3 separate regions of the Anser cygnoides genome follow, and all the other regions are linked to region 1. A link is a contact called in public Hi-C data. All regions are on one chromosome and are shown on one strand. Each heading gives the region's core, a stretch centred on a gene start, on an enhancer-like site or on the middle of the called end of the contact. The rest is flanking DNA. Distances are from core to core; before and after follow the strand shown.

The links. A called contact is a pair of places that touch in the nucleus more often than the background predicts.
Region 2: a Hi-C map of liver shows a contact between it and region 1, with 2.5 times the contacts expected there. The contact joins two enhancer-like sites. A contact is called at or near these places in 2 of 7 Hi-C or Micro-C datasets (both in liver).
Region 3: a contact with region 1 is called in a Hi-C map of liver, with 2.4 times the contacts expected there. The contact joins two enhancer-like sites. A contact is called at or near these places in 2 of 7 Hi-C or Micro-C datasets (both in liver).

What each region holds. Positions count from the first base shown.
Region 1 is chr3:48,763,789-48,766,826 of Taihu_goose_T2T_genome, reverse strand. It overlaps QKI (QKI, KH domain containing RNA binding), which reads left to right. Exons shown (of 9, transcript XM_066994140.1): 7 at 473-769. Among named protein-coding and RNA genes, the nearest start is that of QKI, 140 kb to the left of the region's middle. Within about 2 kb of position 1,261, at least 2 of the 3 cell types and tissues checked have open chromatin away from gene starts, as enhancers often do. A contact at or near this core is called in liver, where this site is marked.
Region 2 is chr3:48,632,042-48,634,850 of Taihu_goose_T2T_genome, reverse strand. All of the region lies in intron 4 of LOC136790427 (a long non-coding RNA gene), which reads left to right. Among named protein-coding and RNA genes, the nearest start is that of QKI, 270 kb to the left of the region's middle. Within about 2 kb of position 1,395, at least 2 of the 3 cell types and tissues checked have open chromatin away from gene starts, as enhancers often do. A contact at or near this core is called in liver, where this site is marked.
Region 3 is chr3:48,958,176-48,961,195 of Taihu_goose_T2T_genome, reverse strand. The region is part of intron 5 of PACRG (parkin coregulated); the gene reads left to right. Among named protein-coding and RNA genes, the nearest start is that of QKI, 53 kb to the right of the region's middle. Within about 2 kb of position 1,580, at least 2 of the 3 cell types and tissues checked have open chromatin away from gene starts, as enhancers often do. A contact at or near this core is called in liver, where this site is marked.

The DNA.
Region 1 (3,038 bases), core at 12-2,511:
TGTATATATGTTTAAATACAATATAAGAGATACAAAACTGTAGAACTCATACAGTAGCTCTGCATAACTGAGTATCTGTGGACTCTATAGTTGCACTACATTTTGTACTCTGTATTTGATTATGAAGTATTTTCCTTGTATCTCCTGCATGCATCTCAGTCTCATGCAGTCTTTATAGCATAAATGAAGAAATGTGGTCTAAATGGAGCTTTTGTGCTGTGTAACCTGTTTGAGAAATCTACCTCACTGTTTTACAATGGCTTTTTTATTTTGCATGTTCATACTTAATCACACTGGAAAATGGAAAGCTGTTTGCATTTGAATGGTGTGCTTTGGCACTGTGTGATCAGCGCATGTACTAATGATTTCCTTTTATTTTTCTTCTTTCCTACTTTTCCCCTTTTTTCCCATTCTTTCCACGTTTTGTACTGCTATCTCCATACTTTCCTCTGAATTTCTTTGCTTACTGTAGCAGCCCTTGCCTTTTCTCTTGCAGCAACAGCCCAGGCTCCAAGGATCATTACTGGGCCTGCGCCTGTTCTCCCACCAGCTGCCCTGCGTACTCCTACGCCAGCTGGCCCTACCATAATGCCTTTGATCAGACAAATACAAACCGCTGTCATGCCAAACGGAACTCCTCATCCCACCGCTGCAATAGTGCCACCAGGACCTGAAGCTGGTTTAATTTACACCCCGTACGAATACCCCTACACGCTGGCACCAGCTACATCAATCCTTGAGTATCCTATTGAACCTAGTGGTGTATTAGGTAAGACTCTTATCTGCACATGACTGGAGAATACATTGCATATGCTTTCATGATATTTGCATATAGAGGTCATGCGTCTCAAAGGAAAAAAAAAAAAGAAGCTATATTCCTATCTCAGAGATATCAAAATTGCCTAGGAAAATTATTCCAATGGTGTAACTCAAACATTTTAACATGTTTTGCGTTGTGAAACGTGTTTAGTGTATTAGTAAGATTATTGAAAACAAAATCTTAATGTTTGTGTGACACTAGATGGTGGATACATAGACAAGAAAAAAAAAAAAACAACAGACATTGACATCTATTGTATGTAATTTGTTCTCCAGTAAATACCTGACTTGCTTGTGGTGTCTTCAGCATAAATTAATTTCCAGTTATCTTTGGAAGAGAGAACTTTCTATTTTGCTGTATCTTTTTAGTAGCCAAAGTGGAGAGAATTGAAAGGTGTTTTTTTCAGTTTGCTTAGGTTTTTGCTTCTACATTTAGAACACATCTGATCAATCTCTCCTCAGTGTTGGAAAGCTGTTAATCATTTTGTAAGCAGAAAATAATTTCAGTGAATAAATATATAAAGGAAACTTAAGTTCTGAGCAAAGGATGGTACAATCAGCAACTTTACTGATGGCTTATTTTATATACATTGGATTGAAATGTCCGTCATTCCTAACATTTCAGGCCATTGGCTTGCTGTATGAGGGAGAGAATGATAAAGCAGCCGTGACAATTTAGTTAACTGGTCAATATGGAACAAGCAGTTCCAATAGTTTCTTCTTTCCCTACGCTCTGCAGAATATAAATAATCTTTTCTCTTTAGTTTGTTCTGAACTGCATATGACCTTGGTGCTGCATGATGTTGATTTTATAGTACTTTGATCTTAGTTTGTTCAGTGGCAGTTATTGATTTATGCAGATTCTAAACATCTCTAATGAACACTGGACAATAAGGTTCAAAGTCAATATTTTGTTGAAAGTATCACAAAAAAAATCAGTGTTTCACTTAAACAGTGAATAGTTGTGTTTTCTGTATGTGTGCATTGTACAGTCAAAAAGAAAATGTATTTCAGACTTTTACCTTTCAGAATTAGTGAGCCACTAACAAAATTTTAGTAGGGCAGAAGTATGTAGTAGGTCTGTCTTTGAGCAACTTACAGCTGTTTTCCATTATCCCATAGCCAACATCTACGGACCATGTGATAACGTCATCATTCTTTTATTTCCCACAAGCATGTACATGCTCTCCCCAGCTTCCCCACCCCCAATCTGTGAGTCCGTACTGGCACTTGCAATATCTCCTGGAGTAATGTTGCAGTTACAGGCGTCGTCGTCACAGTAGCTATCAGTTGCTGGTTAGTTAGTGGCAGTGCCCTTTCTTGAATTTGGTTAATATCAAGTAAAGAAATACATCATTCCATTGTAATATATTAATATATGATGCAGGGAACTTTCATTGATTTCTCACAGAATTCTATATAAAAAGGGAGGAGGGGAGAATTACTCCTGAAATGGTAGCTAAAGCTAAAACAGATCTCTCTAAATAAACTTTCCTAAAAAAAGGGAAAAGACAGGAAAAAAATCACCGCACCCCTGTTTATGTAGCACAGAATCGATGACTAATACATCTGCTCTATAATCTGAGCAATTGCATAGAGAATTGAATTAAATGAGGTTTTGGTTGAGTTCTGCCTTATAATACACTCACGCTCATAAACAATATGCTATATTTTGTCCATTTTCTTGTGGACTTCTAAGATGTCTTAAAATAGTTCTGTTAAAAATGACAGAAATGTGTCCCTATTAGTAGTTTGGGGGATATTGATGTGGGGATCAAATTTTAGTTGGTGACTAACTTTTAATTCCCTTCCTTTTATCTTTAGGTATGGCTTTCCCAACGAAAGGCTAAGAATTCAAGAACGGTCTTAAACTGATCCTTCATCAGATCTGAATTTTAACAAATGCTTAGTTTCAGCAGCCTTGAAAAAAGCTTGGCCTAGCAGTCAGTGACTTACTTGCACTTTTTTTGCACATAGATTTAAAATAAAATAGTGCTATTAATTTGGATTAGCCCCTATTATTACAGAGTAGCTGTAATTTATGAGTGTATAGTAGTATACTGACTGCTAAGTGTTCTATATAGTGTTTGCTTTACTAATCACCTAATTCATTGCAGTTCATACTTATTGACTTAAAGTTTAAAATCACAATCTGTAGGCTTGAAGAATTGCTCTAAAACTTTTCTTTTTGTGGTAGAACTGGAAGTGATCTTAAGGTT
Region 2 (2,809 bases), core at 146-2,645, 130 kb after region 1:
TTAGATTTTTCAGCTTTGGGAACAGATACACTTTAAAATGAGAGCCTCTGGAGCGATATCTCCCTCCCTTGTACGGAAGTTGACTGGAACTCACAACAGAACTGTATTCCTGATTTTTCTGTCTTTAATTTACTGTGCAATTTAACTGAAGCATTTAAGCTCCCTGGCCTCGATTTATCATCAACCCTGTGCGCTTGGTTTCACCTGGGCAAAAACAGAACTGTGCAGAGCAGAGGTTCAGCACACAGTGACTATGTGGTGGCTCTTGGAGCTGTAGGGGTGCTCTGGGTTGGGAAGCAGAGGGGTTAGTGGTGCCCAGGCCGTGATGTGGGTCTGCTGTTTCTGCTGGAGCATGAAGGGCTGTGAGCACCTTGTGTGAGGGAGACCCAGGCCAGCACTTTCCTGCTCTGGGAGGTGTGTAAGGGGGGGGGGGGATGAGCCTTGCAGATGTGCTCTGCAGCTCAAGTGATGCCTTGGTACTTGAGGATTTTTGGATAAGAAGTGCAATTAAGTCCTGGCATTATTCTGTAACTTGCAAATGGTCAAAACTCTTCTTAAACCCAGATTTAATTAACTTTATTTTAAACAAAGATTGTTATAAGACCTTTATTTGCCAAGTTTCACTTCAGGCCAAGCATTTGCAAAGTGGAGTTTTATGCACTCTTGAAATTTGTGGTTTGCAATGGAAAAAACAGCAGAGTTTTATATCAGCATTAACAGACACTCAGGATAATTGAAAATACTGGCCATTGCCAAAAATTGAATCATAAGAGTTTTTAACAGATTTTTTTTCTGTTCCTTTCACTTTAGTGACAGAGATTATTCTTGAATTCAAACCTGAGCCACACATCTACTTTCCCCCTCCTGCACCTTCTGCCCACAAGCTTGGGGTGACAATACAGTCCCCCAAATCGAGAACTGCAGTATTTCCACCAGCTTTCCCTGCATAATGATGTGTGAGTTATAAATGTCCAAGGATGTTTTAGAACACCCTGTTTCTCAGGTCAGGCAGTGCGATGCCCTTTGAAAATCCCTATGTCAGGGAAGAAAGGCAGAGGGGAGGCGGGAGGGATACTCATGTTTCACAAAGTCCACAAACTGCAGCCAGACTCAAAAGCGCTTAAACACAGCCTGACTGCAAAAGGAATTCAATATTCCATTCTCCAGAGTGAATGACTCTGATCAAAGGAGCTGCTTCTGAAAAGACAAACTCTCTCCTGTCCCCTTCACTTGCAGGCTTGAAGGAAAAAGTATGAAAGATTGCTGTGCCACGGGAACTGCCAACCCCCATTTCCATGGAGAAAATCCTTTTTTTTCTTTTTTTCCCTTTTCTGTCAACAATCCCTTTTAATATCAAAAATACTAGTGTTTATTTTTAAAAAGGGAAACACTTTACTATACTTGTACTGCAAAGCTGTCTTCAAAAATGCTAGGGCAAACCCAGGGTAGGAAAAAAATAAATCCATCATGCACTGCTGCTAAGCAGCCCTAAAAAGAGCTGCAAGTACAGTCTCTGGCTGGACAGTGGGACAGTGCAGAGGTAGGACTCCGTGCCTGCCCCTGTACTCCCACCCACGCCATAATTCCTGCGCTCTTCCCCAGGCAGCTGCTGCTGCTGTTGTCAGCGTAGGGCCAGCTATCAGGAGAGGCAGACCTTTGGTTTGACAGAGGACAGGTGTCATGTTGACTTGTCCTGGTAAACACAGAACAAGGCATTGCGCCCTGCCCCGTGATCTGTCCCCCGGAGGACTCATCCTGCACAGTTAGCTTATGGGAGCTGATAAGGCTGTCAGCGCTGAGCGTCCTCCCTAGGAGCATCCCGCTCTCCCTGCAGAGCAGCTGCTGCCCAAGGAAGCCCACTGCACCCATGGCCATCTCTGTGGCCAGCTCCATGTCTCAGGCCGAGAGCTCCAGCAGTAGAAATGGCTCTGTGTGGGGAGCCGGGCCTGGTCCTCCAGGCCTCAGAAGGACCCTTAGAGAGGTTTGCATTCAAAATGCCACTGCCGCAACCATAAAAGCGTAAAACTGCATCAGATCAAATAGTCATAATTATAGCAAGCATACGAGACAAAACCCGTTGTCATTTATCTCTCTGGGGACACCACACTTTTTGTTTGAGCCCTATTATTGGTGAAGTATGAGTTCTAAAATTATAATAATTAAAATGATGATTATAAAGTGTCAGGGATTTTTTTTTTTTATAGCTGAGAACAGTCTGTTCATTACTGAAGCAAAGATTTGGCTTTAAATTCACATCAGTTTAAAAAACAGCCAGAGGGGGAGCATTGATGTGAATGCAGAGAGCGTGTCTGAGTGCTGAGGCCCCTTCTTGTGCTGCAGACTGGTTCCCCCTTCTCCACTGGGTGTGGAGAAGAAGGCACCTGTGGTGAGTGAGGGGACAGCCCTGGACAATGTGTCCCTGCTTGAATTTCCAGGGGCCTGCTGGTGATTTCTGCTGCTCGGTGGGGCTGCTGGGTTGTGTGAATGGACAATATGTCATCCCCATTTTCTGGAATAAAAGGCTGAGGATGAAAAATTGAAGAAAACCACTAGACACATCAACAACTGCAGCACAGGAGACCCTTACTCTCACGTGCCCCCTCAGTTTCTCCCTTTACATTACGTGTCTTCTGGAGCTGCTTCCCGTCACGAAGTCTGGTGTCTGTCTCGGGCAGGACCTGGGCTGCTCCTGGCCAGGGCAGCAGCCTTTGCCAAAGGTGGTTATGCATCTTGGGGTTAGCTGGCTTTGAGCTTTGCATGTTGCCAGGGCTAGACCTGGATACCTCAAATGCGAGAACGTGTTGAACCC
Region 3 (3,020 bases), core at 331-2,830, 190 kb before region 1:
TTCTTTCTGTTCAGCTGTAGGCTGATAGTGGTAGCGTGTCCTCACCTGACTGTGTGCCCCAGGATACAGGAGTGCCTTGTTGGCATATCAGGATAGAGTCTCCTTAAGCATCACTTTACAAGACTGAACTGCTGTACAACAGGAGTAAGTTCCCTATGACTTTAGATACTTGCTGTTTTTGCATGTAACTTCATGTCTCCAAGCATTATGGCTTTTCTTATAAATCTGTCTGTGATGTAAGAAGATCTCAGGCATTCAGCTCATTGTGCTGGATGCTGCTGGGCCATTTGCTTTCTTCATACCTGGCACCCTTTTGAATTACAGGTCAGGCAACACAAGGTTACATGTGTAAGGTAAAGAAGGATGAGTGCTTTCCAGTTAGAGTCATTAATGAAATAGTTCTCCCTCTTCACTTATCTTTCTTCACATTTAATGCATTGAAAATTTTGAAAAACATAAATAAGACAGTTTTTTGAGAGAATTAAAAAGCAGTCTGTATATGATGTATATGAAGTTCTTATATTGCTTTCTAAAAGCTTCAGCTTTCACGGGTCAAAAGCTGTGAACCTGCAGAAACACCACACCTAGGGGACAGGATTTTCCTTCTCTTTTATCTGCCTTGCATTCTTGTAGGTAAGGAATAAAAAATATATATATATTACATTTTAGTTGTATCAAAAAATTACTTTTTTTTGTTTGTTTGAAAAGCTTTATAAATTCAAATGTAAGCTTTTCTTAATGAAAAATAAATAGCTGTCAACTAGTTTTCATAAGAATTTATTTTATGTCCTTCTGTTGTTCATTAAAATATGCAAATTCATGTCTTGGTACGGTCATTATTTTTTATTTGTCATATGCATTGATCCAATTGGAAAATCACAGAAAGAAACAGTAATCAGATTACCGATTATGGGATATTACTTTCTCTGTCTGGTTTCAGGACAAGTCACTACTTTCTAGTTACAGAGCTATCTGTCCTTTAAACTGAATAAATTCTGCCCTTGTCCCACAGCGATGAAATAAATCTTCACCCATCTACACAGTCATTCATAGCTTACATCTCCTTGTCCCTTCTCAAATCACTGCTAAAACACCACCAATTGACTTTGGGTTCTTGCTTATTTCACTTAACTAGGGAAGAGGAAAACTAGAAAACTGGCAACTTCAGGCATATCTAGCAGCTTGCTCCCATAATTCTGATGGGAAATTTTTAATATAGTGACCCATTTTTATATGGTTGCTTTCCAGTGGCAATAAAGAGCTCACCATTCCATTACAAGGTTACAAAAGCTGTCATCGAGGTCATTTAGTTGACAATTAAATTTTTGATGGGCCAGCTATACCAAATGGGGTCCTTAAATGATAACAGTTTTGAGTAGCATTTTTAGATACAACAAATTCCATTAGTATATCACAGATGTACAAAAATATCTATTAACACAGAGTAATGAATTACTACTGAGCTTTTTGCTGTAAGGAAAAAATAAAAATACTTTCCCTCAAAATAGTTTTGGTTACATAAAATAATTTTGGTTACATAAATAAAAATATTCCAAGAGGGGAAGAAGAGCGGAAGGAGGACAGGTTGTCAAGCATCATGATTTTAAGTATGAATGAACTCGATAAAAATTGGCTGTTATAGCATTACATTTTATACTGAAATCAGTGATCCTGAAAGCATTTTGGGACTTTCAGCTTTGTCACTTTTAATTACTTTTAAAAATAAATTATGTTTATTACACACACATAAACACACATTTATTTCCCATAGTTTTAATTCCTTTTGCATTAATTGTGCCATAGTTGGATGAGAAGCTAGTGTGACAAGCAGATGTATTTCACATCAGAGCAGCAAAGCTATGCAAATTTTGCACTCACAAACATGTTTTCCATTAAAAAAAAAATATTTGCTTTGTACTAGTTTACATATGATTTGAAGAACATCAGATTCACATAAGTGGTGCAACTCTTGTTGCACTTTAAGCATGATTTGTGGCCTAATTTTGCAACAGTAAACAGCGTACCAAGGCCACAGAGATCTCAGACTCCAGTTTCAGTTCCCCTGTTGTGCATGCTGTTTATCTAAGATTATTTAACACTACTTTGTTTGATATTGATCACTAGCACAAACACAGACAAACTTCAAAGTCAAAATTCATTGGAGAAGTTTAAATGCTTATAGAGGAAAAATGTAGAATAATCTTTTCTTCTTTTTTACCTCATTGGTCAAACGTATTTGCTAATATCATTTGTTACAGAATCTGTGATTTCTACATTTTTTAGTTCAACTTTAAAAAAAAAGTCTAGACTTAGAATGGATTACATCTGATGTTGCTAACATTTCCTGGAAATGGAAAACTGTGATAACAGCTGCTGTCTTGGCTCATTTTCAGTTGTTTTTTGGTGGATTTTTTTAAAATTTTTTTTGTTTGTTTTTTTTTTTTGCTTTTGATGGTGTGGGGTTTTTTTTTGTACTGCAGCAATCTACAAGTAGTTACAGCTATCTACAGTAGGCTTGCGTCATTAGTAAAACATTGTAAGTCAGTCGAATGTTTCCTTTCCAATCTGAGTGCTTCCTCTTACTGAATTGTTGACTTTCTGAATAGTATTTACAGTAACAACACTTGCATTCTAAAATAAATGCTAATTTATGAAATAAGCTAAAAGCTAGCTGCATACGGAAGATAACAGTAGAAAGAATCTATATTTTATGTTAAAATTCAATGCCTCTAATGAGAATTTTAAAAATCTTGTAAGCATCTTATTTGGACAGACGATACCCAGCAAATTTATATCAAATGTATAAAGTGTTTTGTTGGTTGTTTTTTGTTTTTGTTTTATAAAACTTATGATGAGCAGAAAGTTCTCTATATTAGTATCCTTTCTTAATTCCAAGTGTACATGATTTCTCCTTGGATTGAAATTTTCTTCTGCAATCTTTGCAGTACTGTAGCATTGTGAAGTGATAAACATTCAGCACTAGCGATGAAAAATAGAATGGGGAGCCAAGTAAAGCAAGA